2 separate regions of the Sus scrofa genome follow, and region 2 is linked to region 1. The links are chromatin contacts, called in public Hi-C maps. All regions are on one chromosome and are shown on one strand. The core of a region is the stretch at or near the end of the contact, and the rest is flanking DNA. Distances in the headings are between cores, read along the strand shown. Region 1 has its middle 49 kb from the start of HERPUD2. Region 2 has its middle 94 kb from the start of HERPUD2.

Evidence for each region. A called contact is a pair of places that touch in the nucleus more often than the background predicts.
Region 2: a contact with region 1 is called in a Hi-C map of fetal liver, with 1.8 times the contacts expected there. The contact joins two enhancer-like sites. A contact is called at or near these places in 1 of 5 promoter capture datasets (fetal liver) and 2 of 47 Hi-C or Micro-C datasets (embryonic fibroblasts and fetal liver).

What each region holds. Positions count from the first base shown.
Region 1 is chr18:38,330,101-38,336,677 of Sscrofa11.1, reverse strand. No RefSeq gene overlaps it. Among named protein-coding and RNA genes, the nearest start is that of HERPUD2, 49 kb to the right of the region's middle. Within about 2 kb of position 2,482, at least 1 of the 83 cell types and tissues checked has an H3K27ac peak or open chromatin away from gene starts, as enhancers often do. A contact at or near this core is called in fetal liver, where this site is marked.
Region 2 is chr18:38,375,179-38,381,755 of Sscrofa11.1, reverse strand. No RefSeq gene overlaps it. Among named protein-coding and RNA genes, the nearest start is that of HERPUD2, 94 kb to the right of the region's middle. Within about 2 kb of position 3,540, at least 1 of the 83 cell types and tissues checked has an H3K27ac peak or open chromatin away from gene starts, as enhancers often do. A contact at or near this core is called in fetal liver, where this site is marked.

The DNA.
Region 1 (6,577 bases), core at 1,233-3,732:
TAATTAATGTGCCAAGTCATAACTATCATGGAAATATTAGAAAAAGTCAATATAATGAAAAGCCTTCCCTTGTCTCTTTCTTGAAATTCTTCTCCAGCTTAACCCAATTGCCTAAGTACTTAGAGGCCTTTAAACAAAATGAAATCCTAATGATGTCTCTGCCATGAATAATTAATTGTTCATGTACAATCTCCTCAACAAAATCTATTCTCATTCGATTAGAGGTTTCCTCAAGATAATGTGAGTTCATTATGGACATTTTTAACCTCCTTCTTGGATCTTTCTATGTCCATCGTATCTGTGTCTGTGATCTGAGATTCCATTGCCCTGGCTGCACCCCCAAAGAGCAATAGTTGTAAGACAATTAAACCTCTTTGAGAAGTGGGACACTGTCTTTCTACTTTCAAACATGGCTGCTTCACTGAGAGAGTAAACAGTGGAGGACTGAACTTACTGTGGTAAGAAGGGGAGGTCTGCCCTTTCAGAGGGAAAGAGGAGACGAGAGATGGTAAGGTGGGTCTGCCCACCTTCCTAGGTGAGTCTTCTGTCTTCCTGAGAAAGCCCTGATGCCTGGAAAGTCCTGGGAAGAAAGGGACAATATAATAACGGAACATCTTGTCATTTCTTTTCAGATGATGAAATGTAAGTTCATAGACACCAAGGGAGAAATTTCAGGGGTTATCTCACATTCACTTGACAAATAACTGAATCCTGCTGTCTGTTCCAGCTCCAGCCACTGGACCTAAATGAACCTTGTCCCTCTCCCTGTCACAGCCCTGCCTTTTCAGTCGTCCCTCCTCCAGCCTTACCCACAAATGTGTTCAGTTCTTCCAACTGTATTGCTGAATTGAATCAGCTTTACTACATCTGTGTTTGAACTTTTAAAACTAATCTAGATGAAGAAAAGGATCTCATTTATAACTGGAGACGTATTTTTATTTTTCTCTTAAACTTAAGTTAGATGAATTAGATTATGCCTAAATTATTGTTCTTTTTCAAAATGATAATCTAAAGAACACTTGGGCATAGGATAAACTTGGCAAATGCTACACAGAGCTTTTTGTTGCACAGTTTTCTTACATAACTATACTCATCCAATAATTTGGTATTCTTTTTTCAATCTAGACTATCATATGCAATTTTTTGTTTGTGGGTTTGTTTGTTTTTTGCTTTTTAAGGCCGCACTTGCAGCATATGGAAGTTCCCAGGCTAGGGGTTGAATTGAAGCTGTAATTGCCGGCCTAAACCACAGCCACAGCAATGTGGGATCCGAGCAGCATCTGTGACCTATAGCGATTCATCTGAACAGCATCCATGAGGATGCAGGTTTGATCCCTGGTGTCTCTCAATGGGTTGGCGATCTGGCTCTGCCATGAGCTGTGGTGTAGGTCACAGACGTGGCTCATTTCTGTCATTGCTGTGGCTGTGTCATAGGCCGCCAGCTGTAGCTCCAGTTTGACCCCTAGCCTGGGAACTTCCATATGCTGTGTGTGCAGCCCTAAAAGGCAAAAAAAAAAAAAAAAAAAAAAAAATTCCTATACACTCTTCCCTTCCTTTCCCCAAATATTAACATTTTACATAGCCACAGTACAATGATCAAAACCAAGAAATTAACCTGAAATAGTACTCTTAACTAATCTACAGAATATGTTCAAATGTCACCAATTGTCCCACTGATGTCCTTTTTTCTGGTCCATGATCCCCATCCAGTCTCCCCCATTGCATCTAGTTGCCATGTCTCCAGTATGAAGTAGGTCTTTATCTTTCTTTGTCTCTCATGCCCATAATACTTTTTCAGAGTCAAAACTGTTAAACCCTTCAAGTTTATGACTATCCTCCAAACCAATTTTATTAAAGGCAGCTCTTTAGATAGTTGATAGCCAGCACATCAGAAAACATCCTTGATGTGGGTTCTAATCCCAGATGACTGCTGTAACCTCAAGCCAGTCCCCCAGAAGGGGCGGGAGGAGGATAGGAAAGTAGCTGAGAAGGAACAGATTATATACCAACAGGATTGCTGAGGTTTTTTGCTTTTTGGAGTTTTGGGGCCACACTCATGCTGTAAGGAAGTTCTGGGGCCAGGGACTGAACATGCACCACAGAGGCCACAGCAGTGACAGCACTAGAGCCAGGATTACTGAGTTTTAAATCTACAACCTTCTGTAGGTGGGGAGCCCATTGAGAGTAAGCTGGTGCCCACTCACCAGGGCTTGATGGAGCCAGGAGTTCAACCCAAGACCGTCTGAGAAACACGCAGCTGTCAGTGTTTCACATCCTGAAGCTGAGTGAGGGTCACCTTCTCCAGCCTTCCCAGAGTTTAGCATCAATGACCAGGATGTGAAGACCAAGAGAGGGCCTCCTTTCGTCCATAGTTTCTCAAGCTACTTTGAAGTAGCATTTTGCCCTCCAGTGCCCCCAGGCTCTGAAATCACCTTCCTCGGGGCAGGGTGTACAGCAGTGGAGCTCGTGATGTTACACCACCATCTAGTGCTAAAAGTAGTAAAGTGCAGCCACCCATCCTTGTCTCAGCTGTCACACTGTTGAAGAAATAACTAGTTATTTAGCAGAGGCTGAGAAACTTGAAGAAGCAACATGGCAAGATTCAATCAATTCACTCTGATTTCATAGTGTAACAAGCCAGTGTGGTTTATTGAGAAGAGGCAATGGAATCAAAGGGACCAGGAAAGAATCCCTTTTTACTGTTCTTAAAGTAAGACTTGCTAAGTCTCTGAATGTCCCTGGACATTATTTTTTTCATTTTTAAAATAGGACTAATAGTATCTACATGTAAGGTTGTGACACGTCTTGATGAAGACGGGGTTCAGAGCAGACCCCCAGTAAACATGAGCTTCTTCTCATGCTCCTCTCTCACTCCTTTTGCACAATTTCCATGACAACCCAGAGTCATCAAAACAGAAGGGATAGTTCACGAGAGGTTCAATAATGGTTATCCAACAAGTCGGACAGATTGTAAAACCCAGAGAGCTGTGTGGTACTGTTTAGAGCAAGAGCTCTGACAGGTGGCTGCCTTGTTTTGGACACCAGCTCTGCCAGTGGCTGGGTTTTCCATCTGTAAAACAGAAATGGTAACAAAGATACCTACCTCCTAGGGTTGTTGAGAGGATTAAATAAATTAACATTTGCAAAGTCCTTAGAACATTAAGCATCTGATAAGTATTATCTATTATTAATAACATTTCCTTTTTTTTTCTTTTTTTTTAACTGCCCCCATGGCATGTGTAAGTTCCTGGGCTAGAGAGCAATTGAACCCACAACACAGCAGCAACTATGCACCAGATCCTTAACCTGCTGTGCCACAAAGGAACTGCTATTAATAACATTTTTTAATGATGCTGACCCAAAAAAGCAGGGGTATATAGGGTGGGGAGGCTCTGAGCCAGCATGTATTTGATTTTTAAAAAGAAAATGTTACATGTTACATTTATTGTTTTTTGGCCGTTACTACTCCATCCTTTGTACTTCTCTCTCTCTCTCTCTCTCACACACACACACACACACACACACACACACACACACGCACACGCGCACACACACACACACAATCTTCAAATACTTTGAATCTGGTGCCTCTTGACTGAATTAGCTTGCTGGTGCATCACCAAGGTGAGGCAGGGCCTGGGCAGCCTTTCTGAGCTTCACTAAGAGTTCAAACATCTCAGTGAGCTGCATATGCTGGTGAAGTGAACATTGATCATTTTGAAATAGTCCTCTTACTCTAGTAATACTTTTTACCTTAAAGTCTGCTTGCCTTCCGGTGCCCCCGTTTCCTGTCGATGAATACTTGCATTGAGAAGTCTTTTTCCATCTTTTTACTCTCTACCTTTCTGTCTCCGTATACTTAAGGTATGTTATTTTTAAGTGTCATTGAATTAAGTTTTGTATTTTATCCAAGCTGACAATATTGTGTTTAAGTTGTAATATTCAGTTCATTTATGCTTGATGTAGAGATACTGATACCTTTGAATTTTTATTTTATTTTATTTTTGTCTTCTTAGGGCCACACTCATGGCATATGGAAGTTCCCAGGCTAGGGGTCGAATTGTAGCTACAGCTGCCAGCCTGTGCCACAGCCACAGCAATGACAGATCTGAGCCATGTTTGTGACCTACGCCACATCTCCCAGCAACGCCGGATCCTCAACCCACTGATCGAGGCCAGGGATTGAACCTGTGTCCCCAAGGATACTAGTCAGATTCGTTTCTGCTGAGCCATGACGGGAACTCCAATACCTTTGAATTTAACTGTACCTTCTTAACTTTTTGTTTTCTGTGTGTTCCTATCTGCTCTGTTATTTTATCTTCTTTCTTGCCTTCTCTTCAACTTTTAAAATTTCATGTTTCTTTTAACAAAAGTTTTCCATTCTTTTATTATGTTTTAGAAAATATCACAGAAATTGCAACATGCACCCTGCCTGATGCATTTCTAATATAAGTCAGTGCCTTCACCGTTTCCATTTCCAAGACAATTCAAGGACATCAGAATACTCAATTCCACTTATGTCCCATCAGACTTACATACTATTTTTTGTCGTGTATTTTAATTGTTTATCCATGTAAGACTCATAAAGCATATAAGTTTTGTTATATATTCTTTAAGATTTATGCAAATATTTACCTTTCCATTGCTTTTCAATTTCTTCCTGCACCCCCAAGCTGTGATCTGTGATCATTTTCCTTCTGCCCAAACACCCATTACTATTTTCCTTTAGTACTTCTATTACTTTCCAGTGGTGACAAGTTCTCTTTTAATTTGCCTAAAAATGTCTTTTGAAGGGCATTTTTGCTGCACGTAGTCTTCCACATTGGCTGCTATTTTCTGTAAGCTCTTTGAAACTATCACCTACTAGGCTTACATATTGTGGCTCCTTTGGAAGTGATGTATATTTTCCTCTGGCTACTTTTAAAATTTGTTTTCTAGCAGTTTTATTCTAAAGTAATTAGTTGTGATAGTCTTTGTATTTATCCTGCTTGGAAGTCAACAGCATTTCTCACATCTGTGGCTCAAAGACTTTCTTCAATTTTGGAAAATTCTTAGCCATCAGCTCTTCAAATATTGTGTCTGCCCTATTCTCCTGCAGCATCATTCTGCAATTTTTTTCTATCTTTCAGTTCACTGATTCTCTCAAACGGTGACTATCAAAGCAATTGCTGATTTCTTAATTTTGGCTATATTATTTTCCAGTTCTAGAATTTTTTCATATAATTCCCAGTTCTCTGCTGAAATTTCTCCATTTAAATCCTTGAACATTTTAATCATAGTTATTGTAAGATTTCTATCAGATAGTGTAAAATATCTAACTGAGGGTTTCTTTCACTTTCTCCATTTTGGTCAAATCTTATGTTTTTGTATTCCTCATTATTTTCTTATTGATTAACAGACTTTCAAAAAATTATAGAAAAAGTTTGAGAAATTGCATGATGTTAACTTCCTTTAGAGGGGATTTATTTTTGCTGTGGCTGTCCACTAGGTTTGGGGCCAATTGCCTCATTCAATTAAGGACTGAGATGACTTGAGGCTGGGCTTCAGTTCTAGTGAGGACAGACCCATTTCCAGCTCACCTTCACTCAAGGGACAGCCCTTTGGGTCCTAACAGAAAGCCTACAGTGTTTAAAGGACATTTCTTGGTGTAGCCAGAACTCTCATTTTTGTTCCTTATGAATCTACCAAAATTTTTGCTCAGGTTCTGCCCCTTGCTCTCGAATTAACAAGTGCTTTTAGGGGTAAAATGTGGCACCAAAGGTCAGTCTCATCTGTGTGGAGTATTGACCCCTGCTTTATTGATAGCTTCCTGATGTCTTACTATACATCTATATTCTCACTTTTCTAGTTTTCTCAGCAAATGATTTGGTGCAAAACAAGCTAATTACCCACTGCTGGAAGCTAAAGTCTTTACCTGCTTTATTTGAATAATTAATTTTAAGGATTTCAAATTCTGAAATAGACTTGATTCTGTCATTTACTAGCTATCTGACTTTAAGTGAGCTATTTAACCTCTTTGAGTTTTGGTTTCCTCATCTGGCATATGGAAGTAATAGTAGCACCTACCTTGAGTTGTTTGAAGGATTTTTTTTTTTAAATATAGGTAGGTATTGTATTCAGGTACTCAGCACAGAGCCAGGAATATAACAAATGTTCAAATGTTAGTAATAACAATTTTTTAAAGCATTATAATGGTTTTTATGTTATATAAATTAACACATAATAGCAGCCTCTCTTCTATGTCCCCCTGTGAGGAGTGGTAACTGATAAAGACCCTATACCCTATAATTATACCTTAATTTTTCCAAGTCTCCTAGGGCTTTGGAATACCTGGGTGGAATGGCTTAATGCACCACATGAAATAGTTTATGCAGGCATCAGTATGTTCATTTTAGAAAATTGATCAATTGGAGTAAGAGAGTTAGAATTTAACTGCAGGATCAAGGGAGTAAACTTTGGCAAGAATACTCATGAAACTAGCCCCGTAGACTGAGGCCTCAAGGGCTTATCCCCCAAGTGTAACTCGAGACAATAAACACCAAAGTTTGCTCTGGAAAAGAGAGGCTTGTCTTTTGCT
Region 2 (6,577 bases), core at 2,291-4,790, 44 kb before region 1:
GGATTCTTGCTGAAGGCAGACCAGGATGATCCGTCATCAGTTGGGGCCTGGTGGACAATGAGGAACCGGATCCAATTTTGGGGGTGGGGGAAGATTCTGGCTAAATCATCTTAACAGGATTCTTGCTAAAATTGAACAATGCGGAGATAAACATAGAAGCCCAGAAATCAAGGACCATTTGGGAAGAAGGCTCAGTGGAGCCTGACCACAGTTTGGTCAAGGAGAGACTCTTGTCAGCAAACCACCAGTTGAACGCCTGTGACAGGTTCTGAAAAAAGAACTGGGGACAAATGCAAGAATGGGAGGCAAGGGAGCAGCAAGACAAATCAAGGGAACTGGCAGGGATTTTCACTGAACTCACATAGAAACCCTCTTCAGAACTTTGGGGGGTTTTTTTGTTTGTTTTTTTGTTTGTTTGTTTTCTTTTTTTTATTACTCAATGAATTTATTACATTTATAGTTGTACAATGATCATCACAATCCAATTTCATAGGATTTCCATCCCACAATCCCAGCACATCCCCCTACCCTCCGAATTGTCTCCTTTGGAGACCATAAGTTTTTCAAAGTCTGTGAGTCAGTATCTGTTCTGCAAAGAAGTTTAGTCTGTCCTTTTTTCAGATTCCACATGTCAGTGAAAGCATTTAATGTTGGTGTCTCATTGTCTGATTGACTTCACTCAGCATGATAATTTCTAGGTCCATCCATGTTGTTAAAAATGCTGGTATTTCATTCCTTTTAATGGCTGAGTAATATTCCATCGTATATATGTACCACATCTTCTGGATCCACTCCTCTGTCGATGGACATTTAGGTTGTTTCCATGTCTTGGCTATTGTAAATAGTGCTGCAATGAACATCGGAGTACATGTGTCTTTGCAAGTCATGGTTTTCTCTGGATAGATGCCCAGGAGTGGGATTGCTGGATCAAATGGTAGTTCTATGTTTAGTCTTCTGAGGAATCTCCATACTGCTTTCCACAGTGGTTGCACCAATTGACAATCCCACCAACAGTGTACTAGGGATCCTTTTTCTCCACACCGTCTCCAGCACTTATTGTTTGTAGACTTTTGGATGATGGCCCTTCTGGCTGGTGTAAGGTGGTACCTCACAGTGGTTTTGATTTTCATTTCTCTAATGATGAGTGATGCTGAACATCTTTTTCATGTGTATTTTGGCCATCTGTATGTCTTCTTTGGAAAGTTGTCTGTTTAGATCTTCTGCCCATTTTTGGATGGGGTTGTTTGTTTTTTTGGTATGGAGCTGCAGAAAGTGTTTATAAATTTTGGAGATTAATCCCTTGTCAGTTGATTCATTTGCAAAGATTTTCTCCATTCTGTGGGTTGTCTTTTCATTTTGTTTAGGGTTTCCTTTGCTGTGCAGAAACTTTTAAGTTTAATTAAGTCCCATTTGTTTATTTTTCTTTTTATTGTCATTACTCTAAGAGGTGGATCTGAGAAGATGTTGCTATCATTTATGTCTGTCAGAGAGTGTTTGGCCTATGTTTTCCTGTAAGAGTTTTATAGTATCTGGTCTTGTATCTAGGTCTTTAATCCATTTTGAGTTTAGAAAAAAAAAAATAACAACAGAGAAACAACCTCCCTCAAAGGCTCTGAGTAGAAGGAGTTCCCATCCTGGCTCAGCGGTAAAGAATCCAACTAGTATCCATGAGGACAAGTGTTCCATCCCTGGTCTCACTCAGTGGGTTAAGGACGAGGCTCGGATCTAGCATTGCTGTGGCTGTGGTGTAGGCTGACAGCTATAGAAGCTCCAATTCAACCCCTAGCCTGGGAACCCCATATGCTGCGGGTGCAGCCCTAAAAAGACCAGAAAAAAAAAAAAAAAGGCAGTTCTGAATAAAGACAGCACGAGAGCACAAGGCATCTGTACTCTTTTCTTTTCAGTTTCCCCAGGTGACTCTACTGTGTGGCCTGGGTGACAGCGACCAGGTGGGCTAATCCTGTCACACTAGGTGTCCCTCATACAGAGCAACCAGTTAGTCAGAGATTTCCCCCAAGAAGACAGACCTCCTATGGGCTTCAGGTTTCTTGAAGAAAAACTATCTTTGGCAGCTCTGACCTCAAGACGTTGTGATTCTGATGAGGCCAGGATGAGGGAATGAGGGAGGAAGCCACATCTTTTCCATCTTCCCTGGAGCCAGGGCCATTAGCAGAAAAGGCTTCCTCTTCCCTGGAATCCCCACGCTCACCATCGAAAGCTAGAAACAGGATGAATGGTTATAGTTTCTATAGCTTCTAAAGTTTCACCGTCAATGCATCTCACAGGATGGCCTTCATTTACTTCCTAAAAAAGTGAATTTGTTTGGAGGTGGATTTATTTCCAATCAGTCCTGTCAGCTCTCCATATAATAAACCTGTATTTTTTTTTTTTTTAACAAGGCGTTTGCTATCTTCTGTTCTCTTGAACGTAGCCTTAGAAATGTGAGTCCTGGAGACTCAGCATACTCCATTTTTATGTTGTGGTTCTCCTTTTGGCTTTCTGGGTACCCATGTCCCTGGCATCTCAGCCTTCATATAAATGATTTTCACAGTGTGGTCCCAGGACCAGCAGCAGCAGTGGGCTGTTAGAAATGCAAATTCTCGGGCCCCTACAGATCCATGGAATCAGCAGCTCTGGAGCTGGGGCAGCAATCTGTATTTAACAAGCATAAATACCCTAAAACCTCACACTTTGGAGAAAAGTCTTTAAACACCCCCCTTAGACTTCCAGGCTTCAATTTAACCATCTGTTCCAGAGAAGGAAATGGAATCTATTAAATACCCATCCAGGCTGGATTTTGAAGCCTTAAAAGACCTAGATAAAGCTAGACTTCATTTTAAGATGGAAAGCTGAGGCTTTGGTTGTCAGGTTATATTGCCAGGGGGTCAGCTGGCAAGAAGCAGAACTGTCTCAAACTGCACTCGTCTGCTGTCAGAGCCACAGCCCCCTCTGTGCCCCTCCTTACCTCCAGCTCCAAAATATCACAGCTTCTAAGGCAGGACCTGAACAGAGAGATACCAAAGAAGCTGTCAGATCCCTTGATTCTTTAAAACAATTGATCTTGGCTGAATAAGGGTGGATGGCAGTTCAATCTGTTCAGAGAAAAGGTATTACAACGAACCTCCTCCCTCCTGTTCTGTCCCAGCCATCAAGCACATGAAAAATACTTTCACTAATTCAACACAAGTTCATTCCTTGAGCACCAGATGCTCTGCAAAGTCTAGAAATAGCAGCAGAGAACAAGAATGAGGTCCTGGCTCCTGGTCAGTGATGAAATTAAATAAGGTGATGATTAAATAAGAACCTGCATTTAAGCACTTTATGGCCCAGATATTTCACCACCAAAGACGGGTTTGTTTGAGATCAGCAGAGAATTGTAGTTTGGAATTTGCAAACATAGCAAGCTGTGTGCAAGTCCCCACCCAGCAAGGGCAGGAGAAGTCTTTTATAGAGGGGGAAAGGAAGTTGAGAGCCTACAGAAAACACAGAGTCCAGAGCTCTCATTGGCCAAGTCTTTGCCAGGGGAGATTTGTTCTTCCTATTGAGTTCCGATATGAGGTAGGGCACCAGAGCTCCCCCTGCTGGTCTACCAACTCTAATTGAGATTTCTGTTAGTTTATTTTTTTTACAAGAGCAATAAGCGGTTCAAAGCAGTAGGTATCAAAGCCTTTGCCTCACCCCAGCCAGATGCTTCTCCCACTGGTAGAACTGTGAACACAGGAGAGCTTCTGTGGGCTTCAGGGAAAAGAATGATGCTCAGGGAATTCCTGCTTGCAGGAGAGAACAAATTTTCCTAACTCCCCTCTTAACCCCAGAAAATTTCAAAACCAAACATTGCCAACAGAGATCACATGCCTGTGACGTAAGCTACTAGGCAGTCCCTCTGAGTAAAATGTCCTTTCCCTCAGGTGAGCCCACAGGCCAGGCAACATACGCCCCCCTCCCCATCCTGCCCCATAGCCTGCAGGGCTTATAGCCCAGGCCTTTGCCTGTCCCTAGAGGGAGGGAAGCCTGAAAAGACCAAGGAGCGGTGCCCACAGAAGCAGTCAAAGCTGAGGGGACACAGGCTTTTTGAAGACCAGAGCACGACCATCTTTGACATTTTGTCCCACTTTTGGGGTGGCAATTATAGAACACTCGCTGAGTATGTAATTTTTAATTGATGCAGATTTAGTCCTCCCTGCTTTGTTTCATGAGACAGAAAATACAATTTTAAGGGTGTGGAAATGTTTGCATTATGATCAGAATCCCAAACCAAGCCAGTGTTTGAAGGGACGCCAAGACGAGCGCCCCTGAGTAGGGCGACCACGGGGAGAAGCTTTCCGGTTTCAGTCTCAGGCTCTTTTTACTGGGTAGATTTTCTCTGCATCCACTGTGCTATTGCATTGTCGGTCCCCTCCCTCCCTCCCTCCTTAATACACTCTATTCAGGACTGGGAAGCAAAGGCTAGGAGCCTGTTCCCAGACATGGTTTGTTTGGGGGAGGGGGGGAGTGGCGTGAGGGGAGGAGGTTGGCCACATCCAAGGCAGAAGGAAGTTCCCAGGCCAGGGGTCAAATATGAATTTAACCCACTGAGTTGGACCAGAGATTGAGCCCATGCTGTAGCATAGACAACACTGGATCCTTAACCCACTGCACCACAGCAGGAACTTCTGTAGACCTTTTATAAAATTTTTTTAACATTTTTCTTTTTTCTTATTTTTAAAAGTTTTGTTAAAGTATAATCGATTTACAATGTTATGATAATTTCTGCTATATGACAAAGTGATTCAGTTCTACATGTACACCCATCCATTCTCTTTCAGTTTCTTTTCCCACATAGATTATCACAGAATATAGGGTAGAGTTTGCTGTGCTATCATTCCACAAACCTCAGCATGCACAGATATTGAAAGGGAAAGTTGGATGGATCTGGTGGCTGGTCCTGTGTGACCTATAGACTCAAATCTCATAGTGGACTCATTTGGGAGATGAGGCTTCAAGGAGGCCACCATGGCGGCGGCAAAGATCTGGGTGGGGCACTGGGGAGGATTCCTGGGTGCTGGCGGAGTTTTAGATCTCCCCCCCACCCCGGGTGAGGTTACACAGGCACCCTTTTACCTCACAAAAAGTAAGTCATGAACAAAAAGCCATAAATATATTTGTTTGATTTAGTAGAGATGTTTGTTGCATTTTGTAATTTGTATGAAACATGGCTTTTTAAAAAGGCATCCCGAAGCACTTCCAGTTTAATCACAATATTGCTGCCAAGCCCTCCTGGAAAAGGCGTTAAGTCAGGAAGTGTCTGTGAAAGGGAGATAGATGTCCCTCTCTGGACACCAAACGAGAGAGGAATTTGATTTTGTTCTGTAGGGAGACAGGCCCCGTCCAGGGTGCATGGGCCCAGGCCTCCATGCCCAGGGGGATGCCCAGCTGCAGAGGGTCCGAGCCGGTGAGCATCCGCAGCGGACGAGAGGACCAGGGAGGCGGGGCGGCCATCTTGGCAGCTGCTGAAAGAAAGAGCCCGCCTCCCTGATCTCTGCTGCCATCACAGCAGATTATGTGAGGTAAAATGTGTTCTTTATAAAGCCACTCCCAACTTTTCATTAGCTTGCTTTTTTCTTAACGAGAAAACTAATCAGGAGAACCACAAGAGATCCCCCGGCTGGATTTGCACTCTCTCTCCAGTGCGGCCAAATGTGGCTGAACCCAGACCAAACAGAGATGTTTACTGACAGCCTAATAAACAAATGGCCCCCTTTGGAAGTAACCTTGATGAATGGAGCATCCAGGTGTTTTCAATAATGGCAATAAGCACTACAACTCAAAGTATTTCTGATTCAAGTATAATGCATTATTAGGCCATTAGAGGCTGAGCACGGAGGACCATTTGGACACAGCCCTATCAATAATGCTGCTTCCCAGCCTGCATTTAGGCCCGGGGAATTAGTCATCCTGATATTCTATTTAATAAAAACCTCAAGAAGAAGCATCAAAAATCACATTACATTTTAACAGGGTTACAGCAGCCCGGGAGAACCACAAGTTTAATTTTCATAAGAGCATTCATTCCTCAATTATGTCAGACATGAAAATGTAAATGGCAAATTTAATGCTAACAATATCCCTCAAAGCACATTGGCAGGTAAAGGCACATTATGTTGAGTGGATGCTGGCTGCATATCAAGCAGCCCCCAAAGTGAGAGGTGGGGGCACAGAGAGGAGGAGGGACTCAGGCTACTTAGCGGGGCTCCTCCTGCCCCACCTCCCCAAAGAGCTACAGCCTCCAAGCTGGGGGAGGGGACCCATGGGGAGGAACAACAGAACTGGGTCCAGGGAGATGACACTTGTGAGTCTTAGGGACATGGGCTCTCTGGCACCCACTACTCATGGCATTTCTCATAGGTGCCAAAAGCCCAGTGTGTTTATCCAATGGCAGCCATTGAAAGGTGCCCATGAAGGCATCCCAGGGCCTAAATGTGAGCAGAACTTCCAAGAAATTGTCAGGAATTATATGCAGTGTGAGATGGGAATTTGCGTTTAAACAAAATTCCAGGTTAGGACCTCCCCCATCTCAGCTTTTTGGTCAAGATTCATT